Regions from separate parts of the Canis lupus genome. Here region 1 is linked to region 2. Evidence: chromatin contacts called from public Hi-C data. All regions are on one chromosome and are shown on one strand. Each heading gives the region's core, a stretch centred on a gene start, on an enhancer-like site or on the middle of the called end of the contact. The rest is flanking DNA. Distances are from core to core; before and after follow the strand shown.

What was found. A called contact is a pair of places that touch in the nucleus more often than the background predicts.
Region 1: a contact with region 2 is called in a Hi-C map of blood, with 2.5 times the contacts expected there. The contact joins two enhancer-like sites. A contact is called at or near these places in 2 of 9 Hi-C or Micro-C datasets (blood and liver).

The regions. Positions count from the first base shown.
Region 1 is chr15:14,519,839-14,525,700 of UU_Cfam_GSD_1.0, forward strand. The region is part of intron 5 of MAST2 (microtubule-associated serine/threonine-protein kinase 2); the gene reads right to left. Among named protein-coding and RNA genes, the nearest start is that of MAST2, 140 kb to the right of the region's middle. Within about 2 kb of position 3,308, at least 1 of the 20 cell types and tissues checked has an H3K27ac peak or open chromatin away from gene starts, as enhancers often do. A contact at or near this core is called in blood, where this site is marked.
Region 2 is chr15:14,443,726-14,449,251 of UU_Cfam_GSD_1.0, forward strand. LOC100856339 (phosphatidylinositol 3-kinase regulatory subunit gamma) reads left to right here. Exons shown (of 13, transcript XM_038558194.1): 12 at 1,113-1,330; 13 at 4,076-4,631. The coding sequence ends at 1,311. Among named protein-coding and RNA genes, the nearest start is that of TSPAN1, 150 kb to the left of the region's middle. Within about 2 kb of position 1,621, at least 8 of the 20 cell types and tissues checked have an H3K27ac peak or open chromatin away from gene starts, as enhancers often do. A contact at or near this core is called in blood, where this site is marked.

The sequences.
Region 1 (5,862 bases), core at 2,058-4,557, 78 kb after region 2:
AATACCTAGGAACAAAATTAAGAAAGGAGGTGAAAGACCTGTATTCTAAAAACCATAAAACACTGATGAAAGAAATTGAGTATGACACAAACAAATTTAAAGATATTCCATGCTCGTGGACTGGAAGAATAAGTATTATTAAAATGTCCATACTATCCAAAGCAGTCTCCAGATTTAATGCAATCCTATCAAAATACCAACAGGGACACCTGGCTGGCTCAATCAGATCATGTGATTCTTGGTCTCAGGTCTGTTAGTTTGAGCCCCATGTTGGGTGTGGAGATTACTTAAAAAAATAAAATATTGGGGGTGCCTGGATAGCCCAGTCAGTTAAGCATCTGCCTTCAGCTCAGGTCATGATCCCAGGGTGCTGGAATCGAGCCCTGTTTGGGCTCCCTGCTCAGTAGGAAGTCTGCTTCTCCTTCTGTCCTTGCCCCTGCTCATGCTCTCTCTCAAATAAATAAAATATTCAAAACAAATTTTTTTAATAAAATAAAAAAACCAGTAACATTTTTCATAGAACTAGAAGAAATAATCTGAAAATGTGTATGGAACCACAAAAGACCCTGAATAGCCAAAGCAATCTTGAAAGAGAAGAAGAAAATTGCAGGGATCACAACCGCAGATCTCAAGATATAATACAAAGCTGTAGTAATAAAATAAAAAAAAAAAAAGCTGTAGTAATTTTAACAGTATGGTACTGGAACAAAAATAGAGAGACGTAAATGCATGGAATACAATAGAGAGCCCAGAAATAAACCTATGATTATATGGTCAATTAATTTTCAACAAATGGTGTTGGGAAAACTGGATAGCTACATTAAAAAAAAAAATGAAGCTGGACCACTATCTTAAACCATACACAAAAATAAACTCAAAAATGGACTGAAGACCTAAATGTGAGACCTGAAACCACAAAAATCTTAGAAGAGAAGACAGGCATTAATTTCTCTGACAGGGCAGCCCTGGTGGCTCAGTGGTTTAGCACCGCCTTCAGCCCAGGGGCCTGATCCTGGAGAGACCCAGGATCGAGTCCCTTACCAAGCTCCCTGCATGGAGCCTGCTTCTCCCTCTGTCTGTGTCTCTGCCTCTCTCCCTGTGTGTGTCTCTCTCATGAATAAATAAATAAAATCTTTAAAAAAAAAAAAAAACTCTCTGGCATTGGCTATAGCAACATTTTTCTAGATAGGTCTCCTGAGGCAAAGGAAACAAAAGCCCAAACAAACACACACAACTACTGGGACTATACCAAAATAAAAAGCTTTAGCACAGCAAAGGAAACCATTAACAAACCTAAAAGACCATCTATTTAATAGAAGTCATTTGCAAACGATATATCCACTAAAGAGCTAATATCCAAAATATGTAAAGAACTGATAAAACTCAATACCAAAAACTTACAAATAATCCTATTTAAAAATAGGGAGAAGACATAAAGAATTTCTCCAAAAAAGACATACAGATAGCCAACAGCCACTGAATAGTTGAATAGTTGTTCAACATCATCCCTCATCAGGGAAATGCAAATCAAAACTACAATATTACCTCACACCTATCAGAATGACTAAAATCAAAACCACAAGAAGTAACAAGTGTTGGCAAGGATGTGAAGAAAAAGAAACACTCGTGTACTATTGGTGCAAATGCAAACTGGCACAGCCACTGTGGAAAATAGTATGAAGGTTATCGAAAAATCAAAAATAGAACTATCATATGATCCAGTAATTCCACTATTGCGTGTTACAAAGAGTATAAAAATACTAATTTGAAAAGGTATATGTACCCCTATGTTTACTGCAGCATTATTCACAAGAGCCAAATTATGGAAGAACCCAAGGGTCACACTGATAAGTGATTAGATAAAGAAAATCTATTATATATAATATATATGTGGGTGTGTGTGTGTGTGCACGCGCGCATGCACAATGTAATATTACTGAGCTATCAAAAAAGAATGACATCTTGCCATTTGCAACATATGGATGGCTCTCTAGGGTAAAATGCTAAGTGAAATAAATTAGTCAGAGAAAGACAAATGCCATATGGTTTCACTAGTATGTGGAATTTAAGAAACAAACCAACTGAATAGACTAAAAAAAAGAGGCAAAAACTCCAGAATCTTAACTATAGAGAACAAACTGGTGGTTGCGGGTGGGGGGGATAAGTGAAGAGTATTAAGAGTAAACTTTTATCAGCATTGAGCATGGAGTAATGTACAGAATTGTAATTGCAATAAATATTACAGTGTAAATTATATTGGAATTATAAAAAAAGTAAATAAGTGAGTCAGATAGATAGATAGATAGATAGATGGAAAAAAGACTGAAGCTAGAGTGGGAGAAAAGGTGTGTTCGTTCAGTCAATAAAAGGTGCTACTTGGAAATAAACTCATGATTTATCTCTTGTCTAGATTACTTCAACAGCTTCCTAACTATCCCTGGTTTACTCTTGTCTCACATTCCCAGTGTGTTCTCAGTACAACTAGTCATAGTAATCTTTTAAAAGTATAGATCAGATTATTTACTCTGGCCAAAACCTTCCAAAAGCTAATTTCACATAGAGATCATTAGCTACTAGAGTCACTGCACGCTAATTATTCCTGCAACCTGAAATGTCCTTTCCTCAGTAATACAATGGTAAAAATCTCTTACCTCTTTCAAGACTTTACTAAAATGTGACCTTCCCCACTTCCCTGTATGATTGATACTGTGACATGCTCTCCTCTAATCTCCCTTACTCCATTTTTTCTTTTTTTTTTTTTTTTAATGGCAGCTCTTCTTGGATTAACCATGTATTTTTTAAACATGTGCTTCATTGATTTGGAAATTATACATTTTTTTACTTTCTTTTTAAAAAAACAGAAATTATTATTACTAAAGTTTTAACGAGTACTCCTGTCTTAACAAAGTCTAAGGTCAGCCAGCATCTCAACACTCCTGAACAAAATTAAAAGATCTTAACTCCAATTCTCCCCATCCCCTTTCAATTTACATATTATTTGGTCCAGTATCTCAGGTCTAGCTTGTTTTATATTGCCAAATGAATAATTATATTATTTTATGCAAGAAATGCTTGCTTAAATTTATTCATATATTTTCCAGTTTCTTTGCTAAGCATTTCCTCTTGGATCTCACATTGTTTCTTGGCAATGATTTCAGTGAGAATCTGACAGTGATAAATCTTCTCAATTTTGCTGTTTATCTGAAAATGTCTTTATTTTATTCAATGACTTTCAAGGATAATTAAACATGTATGGAATCCTACAACCTCTTGTTGAGAGTGACTTTCTCCTCAATATCTTAAAGATATTCCATTGTTTTATGGCTCCTGTTACTGCTATTAAGAAGCCTCCTTTTTGGGCAGCTCTGGTGACTCAGTGGTATAGCGCCACCTTCAGCCCAGAGCATGATCCTGGAGACCGGGGATCAAGTCCCACATCAGGTTCGCTGCATGGAACCTGCTTCTTCCTCTGCCTGTGTCTCTGCTTCTCTGTCTGTGTCTCTCATGAATAAATAAATAAAATCTTTTGAAGAAAGAAGAAGAAGAAGAAGAAAGAAGAAAGAAGAAAGAAGAAAGAAGAAAGAAGAAAGAAGAAGAAGAAGAAGAAGAAGAAGAAGAAGAAGAAGAAGAACCACCACCAGCTGCCTCCTTTTGGGACTGTTATTCCTTTGTAGTTAATTTTTCTTTTTTATCTAGTTTTTTTTTTTTTAACCATTAACTTTGTTTTTTAGATATAATTCACATACTATATAATTCAACCTTATAAGGTATACAATTCAGGGTTTTTTAGCATACTCACAAGGTTATACAACTACCACTGCTAATTCCAGAACATTTTCATTACCCCCAAAAGATTTCCTGCAACCCATAAACAGTCACTCCCCATCTCCCTCTTCCTCCCCCACCTCCCTTACCAGGCAACCACCAATGTACTTTCTATTTCTATGGTTTCACCTATTCTGGATATTTCACAGAAATGGAATAATACGGATGCCTGGGTGGCTCAGTAGTTGAGCATCTGCCTTTGACTTAGGGTGTGATCCCACTCTGGAGACCAAGTCCTGCATCGGGTTCCCTGTGAGGAGCCTGCTTCTCCCTCTGCCTATGTCTCTGCCTCTCTTTGTGTCTCTCATGAATAAATAAATAAATTCTTTAAAAAAAATGGAATAGGGGATCCCTGGGTGGCTCAGCGGTTTAGAGCCTGTCTTTGGCCCAGGGCGTGATCCTGGAGTCCCAGGATCGAGTTCCCTGTTGGGCTCCCTGCATGGAGCCTGCTTCTCCCTCTGCCTGTGTCTCTGCCTCTCTCTCTTTCTCTCTCTCTCTCTCTGTCTCTTGTGAATAAATAAATAAAATCTTTTTTAAAAAATGGAATAACATGTCATGTGGTCTTTTCTGTCTGGCCTCTTTCAGTTAGCATAATGTCCAGATTCACCCACGCTGTAGTATTTATCAGTACTTCATTTCTTTTTATGGCTAAATAATATTCTATTGTGTGAATGTCATATTTTATTTATCCATTCACAAATTGATGGGCATTTGGGTTGTTTCTATTTTTTGGCTGCTTCAAATAATATTGCTATGAACATTTGTGTACTTGTACATTTATCTGTTTTCAATTTTTTTTGGGTGGACTTTCTTACTGAACTCATGTGTTAGCATTCTTTTAGCTTTTGTAGATTCTTGAGGGGTTTTTTTTAAAGATTTTATTTATTTATTCATGATAGACATAGAGAGAGAGAGAGAGGCAGAGACACAGGCAGAGGGAGAAATAGGCTCCATGCTGGGAGCCTGACACAGGACTCGATTCCGGGACTCCAGGATCGAGCCCTGGGCCAAAGGCAGGCGCTAAACCGCTGAGCCACCCAGGGATTCCCCCTTCTTGAGGGTTTTCAAGTTGCCTTTAAGACCTCTGTTTTTATGGTTCTGCAACATTTAGATACTACAATGTATCTAAATGGAGATTTATTTATGCCTACTGTGTTTCATGATGTTATTTAATTTCTAATCAATTCTGGAAGGTCTCAATCATTATCTCTATAAATAGTGCCTTTTCCCCATTTCTCTATACTGTTAGACATTCTTACTGTATCTTCCATACTTCTTAGCTCTCATTCATATTTTACATCTTTCCATCTTTGTGTTACACTCTAGATAAAGTTTTACTAACTTTGTCCACAGCTTTACTATATAACCTGACTGCTAAGTTTTCAAATTTAATGATGCAATATATTTGATTTCTTGATTCTAATTCACATATTTCCCAAATATGCCTGGGGAAAATGTCTTTTTTTTTTTAACTAAATATGTCTTTTTTCTCTTGTGTCTGTTTATATTTTTACTCATTTTAAATATACTTATTTCATAAACTTTATCTGCAATGGTACTTTCTGAAGTTCTTAGGTTTATTGTTTCATTTTTTTTCTATTGAATCTAATTTATGGTAGATTGTTTCTTTGTATGATCTATAATTTTGTACTGTGAAATCATCTTCAGTTTGGCTTTATTTATGGGAACCTTGTACTACTACCTGATTTGAGAGTGTGTCATTTAAATGAAATTTTGAGTTTCTTTCTGATAGATGTATCAATGTTATTACCACCTCAGAATCAGTTCCTAGACCACACAGACATTTTAAACTCCAGGACCCAAATTCACTTAATAAAAGCCTACAGTTAAAAATTCTCAAGGAAAACTTTCTTTTCTTTTTTTTTTTTAAGGGCCCTATTTAAAACCCAGATGAGACTAAAGAACTTTTCATCTCTCCATGCCAGTGGGTAAACTGTTTTCCTAGTCCATTGGGCGTAAAGTCCTTTGAGGTTCCTAATTATATATGGGGTCTCAATTCTATATTACCTTAGAATC
Region 2 (5,526 bases), core at 371-2,870:
AAAAAATGAAAGAATTGTCTTATGACTCAGTAATTGCACTACTGGGTATTTACCCAAAGAAAATAGACATTCCTTTAGAGAAGATCTTATAAATGGTCAATAAACATATGAAAAGATGCTCCATATCTTTAGTCTTCAGGGAAGTACAAATCAAAACCACAATGAGATACCACTAGGATGATTATAATAAAAAAAGATGGACAATAACAAGTGTTGACAAGGATGTAAAGAAATTGGAACCCTCATATGCTGCTGGCTAGAATATAAAATGGTGCAACTATTTTGGAAAACAGTTTGGCAGTTCCTCAAAAGATTCCATATGACTCAGCAGTTCCATCCTTAGCTCTCTATAGAGCCAAGAGAATTAAAAACATATGGCTATACAAAAACTTATACACAGATATTCAGAGCAGCATTATTCATAATAGTTGAAAAGTAGAAACAGCCCAAGTGTCCATCAGTTGATGAATGGGTAAACAAGATGTGGATATCCACACAGAACACCGTGCAGCTACAAGCTGAAGCATGGACACATCTACAGCGTGGATGAACTCTGAAAGTGTGCTAAGTTGAGACCAGTCAGGTAGAGAGAAGGTTGTATGATATCGGAGGTTTCCATTTGTGTGAAATGCCGGAATAGGCACATCCGTAGAGATGGAGTCATTAGTGTTGCCAGGGCCCGGGGGAGAGGAGTACCGAGTGACTGCTAATGAGTACATGGTTTCTTTTTAGGGTGATGAAAATATTCTGGAATTAGATAGCGATGACTGTTGCACAACCTTGTGAATATTCTAAAAATCACTGATTTGTATACTTAAAAAAAAAGTGTTCTCTTTCCAGTGCATTCTTGCCTCATGAAGATTCCGAGCTGAGTGATTAAATGCAGCCATCCATTTTAGTCCCACTGGGGCTTGGTGGGAGGCGAAGGATACCTCTGTGAGAAGTCTGTAAGGGGGTGAGGGGACACACATGGATGTAACATTTTACAGACAGAAGGCAAGGCACTTCTCCTCCTTTGCAGAAAAGTTGTTCAGACTTCTGGTCATTTGGGGTCTCTTTATCTGTTGTTACCTGCCTTAATTCCCTGTGGTGTTTGTGTTGTGTCTTCGCAGTGCCGATGGGGAAGTGAAGCACTGTGTGATCTACAGCACTGCTCGGGGCTATGGCTTTGCAGAGCCCTACAACCTGTACAGCTCCCTGAAGGAGCTGGTGCTCCATTACCAGCAGACGTCCCTCGTGCAGCACAACGACTCCCTCAACGTCAGGCTTGCCTACCCTGTCCACGCACAGATGCCCTCACTCTGCAGATAAAGAGGGAGTGGGAAGAGAGGTGGCTCTCTAGCATTTTTTTTTCTACAGTTTTTATTAGACTATGAGGGCATTCTTTCTACGTAGACTGCTTGTTTTGCACAAGAAGTGATTCTGTGAATGTGGAGAGGCCGAGCAGTAGCCGGCCAGGATGGGGGCACAAGAGGCCTTGAGGTTCTCTGAGACTCAGCTGTGCCGCTGCACTGACATAGGAAGCTGGAAGCAGATGTTGTTTTTTTGGAAAGTCTGTTTCATTGGGGTTTTTGTTTTGTTTAGCCAGGCACCCTCTACAGAACACATTAGGCTTGATGGGGGTGGGGGGTTATATCTGGAAATCTCTGAAAGAGTCCTCGTCCTCTCTTGGTCTTCGACTCTGAGAATGTGGCAGGGCATGGCTCCTGGGGAGTTCTGTTTTGATCTGACAGTCTCTCTCAACTTCCTCCCAAAACAAAGGCTGTTTTGGTTCTGTGGTAGAATGGCATTTGGTGAAAAACACAACCAAAGGAAAATGGGGAGACCTGGGATTTCATGTAGAGAATCTTAGTCAAGTACCTTCAACAGAAGGTACTTTATTAACTAACATAAGTTAGGGGTCAGCATCTCAGTAGCTCCTCCCTCTAAAGAAGCATTATGTTTAGAAACCAAATTGATCTCAGCAGAACAATGTTCGTTGCCAGACTAAGGTCTGACGGAAGAAGACAGCACTAGTATCTGAATGCACACTTCTGTACCAAAACTTGAAAGTGAAAGGAAAACTAGAATTGTTAGTTTTAGCAAACACTAAAATTGGTCAGTGTGACTCCTTCTGCCCTGCCCTTGTTTCTCAGAGATGAGGAATAGTGTTCTTTTTGTGGGCATGGTGAGCTTTGAATCATAAAATGAAGTTGGTGCTTGTGTGGTGTTTCCTTAGCCTAAAGAATGATCTGTTGTTGAAAACCTTTGTAACTTGTTTGTATGAGTAAAGAAAAGGTGCAATCCAGTGCTTTTAGATGGCTTGATATACCAAATAATGATATAGAACAACAGTCTTCTATGTGCTTCCCCAAATTTAAAGGCCCTACAGAAACTGTAAACGTGATTTCCCTTCATCTCCCTGTCCTTTGCAGGGTAGGGCTTAGGGGAGCCGTAGGTGGCTAAGGTTGTAGCAGGAAGGGAGCCAGACTGTTGTCAGGGACCTCAGTAATTCAGAGACTCGGAGGCTCTGGTGTCTAGGGTGAGGGTCATCCACGTTACCCATGTGCTTCAATGCAGTGGTTTCTGAAACTTTTGTAAGGAGAGAAAATAATGGCGTAGAGTTTAGACTGTTAGTAAAAGCCATCTGGAAGTTTTTCTCTTTGCCGTTTTTGTGAGCCTGCCATTAAGATGATGTGCACAGACTGTCCTCATGCTCCAGTGGCCCTGATTTTAGGCCAGGAATCTTCTGCTCCATGTGGTTTAAGCCTTCCAGCTGAGTGGAGTTGGAGGCAGGCTCTATTCCTACCTCCATTATGCCCCACCCCCACCAGTCAACACTCATTCGACAAATAGAGTTCAGCTGCCTCTGAGCCAGTGCTGGAACCATAAGAGGCTCAGAGTGAGTCAGCTGTTTGAGTCCAAAGCTGTGCAGTCAGGCATCCTGGCTGAACTAGAGAAGCAGCCGGTATCTGGGTCTTGGTACGTAAGGTTTACAGCTAGAAAAGCTCCAGTTTATGGAATGGAAGAAATAAATACTGCTTTCCCTGAGCACATATCTTGGTGACAGGGTCTAGAATGGACCATAACGTAACAATAGATTACAAATTTTGGAAAAACTGCCAGAATTACTAACAATGAGGATAGGAAGGAAAGGGCCTATCTTCGGCTTTTCTTTGGTTCCATTGCAGTTTCAGGATTAGGTGAGGCAGACAAATGAACCCCTCCCTCCAGTGTCATGTTCTGACCTAAGCCCTTAACTGAGAGCCAGCTGCACATCTCTTCTCCACATTGCCAGGTTGAAATCTTGCCAAACGTTTTATTGAGTAATGTTGGGCTAGTTGCTGCTGGATGGCCTTACACCTGGTGTTGAACATGCTTAAGCAGTTGGATGCTCAAGGTTGGGTGCAAGAAATCCCTTCTTTCTGGTACTAAAATTTAGTGTATTCTGACTCTTTTAAAATAAAATGGGAGTAAGGATACATGCCTGTGACCTTGAACCATGTGTCATTGCTCCTTTTCAGGCAGACATAAAGGGTGTGTGGGGAGAGTTAGCCCTGTCTAATATCTACACTCATAGACAAAAGCTGGCTTGTGGAGAAGGACTACTCTTTTTTAATCCTATATTCCTTCACTTTTTTTTTTTCCTGTTTTTCATTCTTGAATTTGTTGCTTTGTGGGAACTAAGGCCTAGGGATCATTTGAGAAGTTGGAAAATATCTTTTCTGACTAGTTGCCATATGATTTGCTTGATCCTGAGCCAGTGGAAATGGCATATAGGGACCAAACTGTTAACCACATGGAGGGGTAGCTCCTTTACTTCTGGGCCTTGGTGGCCTTTGTCGGAGTCTAGCTCTGTGTCCTGTCCCATGGTTTGGGCCCTGGGACTCTCTCTCAGCGTCCTAACTGCAGCCTCACTGAAGCAGAGAGTAAGAGGACAGACTGAGACCAGAGAGGCTCATTGCTTTTCTGGCTAGGGAAGCCAGCCACCAGCATGGAAGCAGCTTGAGGGTGGCTGAACACAGGTTCCAGGCCCATCTTTTCCAGGTGGAGACTTCATTACAGAACAATGCTCTCTGTCTCTTCCTGATCACAGATGCTAAATCTTGGCCATGACTCAGGACTGTGTAGGCTGTGTCCTTACCACCGATTTGGCCGAGGTTGAGGACTTCGTAACACCTCCCCTACTCCATCTCCAAGCCTTGATGGGACCTCCCACTTACTCTGGACCTCATGTGCTCTAAAGAAGCTTTGATAGCCAATGTGGTGTCTTCCATAGGTCTCCTCTTCTTGCTGCAAGGAGCCAGCCTCATGGGTCCTCTTGGCCAAGAATTGCATCTGGACAATTCCTGGTTTTCAAGGCGGTCTCTGTTGCCAGTTTAGACTCCAGAGTAGGCCTCTGTGAGGCTTCTGTGGCCTCAAAGCAGAGGGTGCAGATGGAGGCCCGGCTGAGCCCTCTGCTGTCAACTGCTCATCCTTGCTCTAGCTCTAGCTCTAGCCACTTGTGACAAACAACCTTGTTTCCTTACAAATTCCAGCATGACTTTGGTGCCCTGTTGTTACTTGTGAAAAATCTACTTTTCTGTTGTCTTTGATGTAGTAAAAAAAAAAAAAAAAAAATGTAGTTTACGTAAAAATATCTGATTCACAAAGAAGCCAACTATATGTCTTGTGTTGGGACAGTTCATAATGTAGTTCCTAGACCACTTTTGCAAATTGTTCTTGTCACCAGATGTGTTCAGACATTGCTGTGCAGTTGTGGGGGAGGGTGGGGGGAAAGTGAGGGGAGATACTTTTTTTGGTCTTTTGTTTTTTTTATCTTCCCCAAGAGGGGACAGTCTGGCCAACTTGCTCCAGTAATGCAATAAAGACATTGCAATAAAGCACCTTTTTGTCCTGCTATAGGGGGTGGGGGCTGCGGGCTGTGGTGGGTGGCAAGAGGAGGATTGGGTGTTGAAAGCTCTGAAACTCCCAAACCTCCTCTCCCATGAGCACCAAAAGATTGGTCCTGGGGCTGAACTGGGGCCACCAGAGATGCTCCTCCCCTGAACAAGAGAAAGTTGACCCTAACAGGCATGATGCCAGTATCTCGTCCATCCAGCACAGGACATAGACTCAGAAACTAGTCCTGAGAAAGTTGAACCTGAGAGCTGTTTCCTCCTCACTCCATTCTGGAGTTTTAGAAAGTGCAGCTTACTGATTCTCATCACATCTTTCTGCCCAGAAATAAAAGTGTTTTCAGTCTATTCTGGGGGCTAAATGTTTGTTGCCCAAGGCCCTTGTCACCCTCCTGCCACAGCACTTTAAAGTTTCTATATGTTAGGAACATAATTACCAAAATGTGACCACCTCTTTGCACCAGACGTTGCAGTTCTCACGCAGTCTCTCAGGCCCCACCCAGGTGTGTGGTGAATTATAAATCAGATTGGGTGCAGGAAGAGTCCATTGCTCCAAATTATCTTGCCTATGTCCTTTCTCCTCTCTCCTAAGAACTAGAGGATTTCCCCAAATCCCAAAAGTTATTCCTTCTCTTTGCATAGGACACTC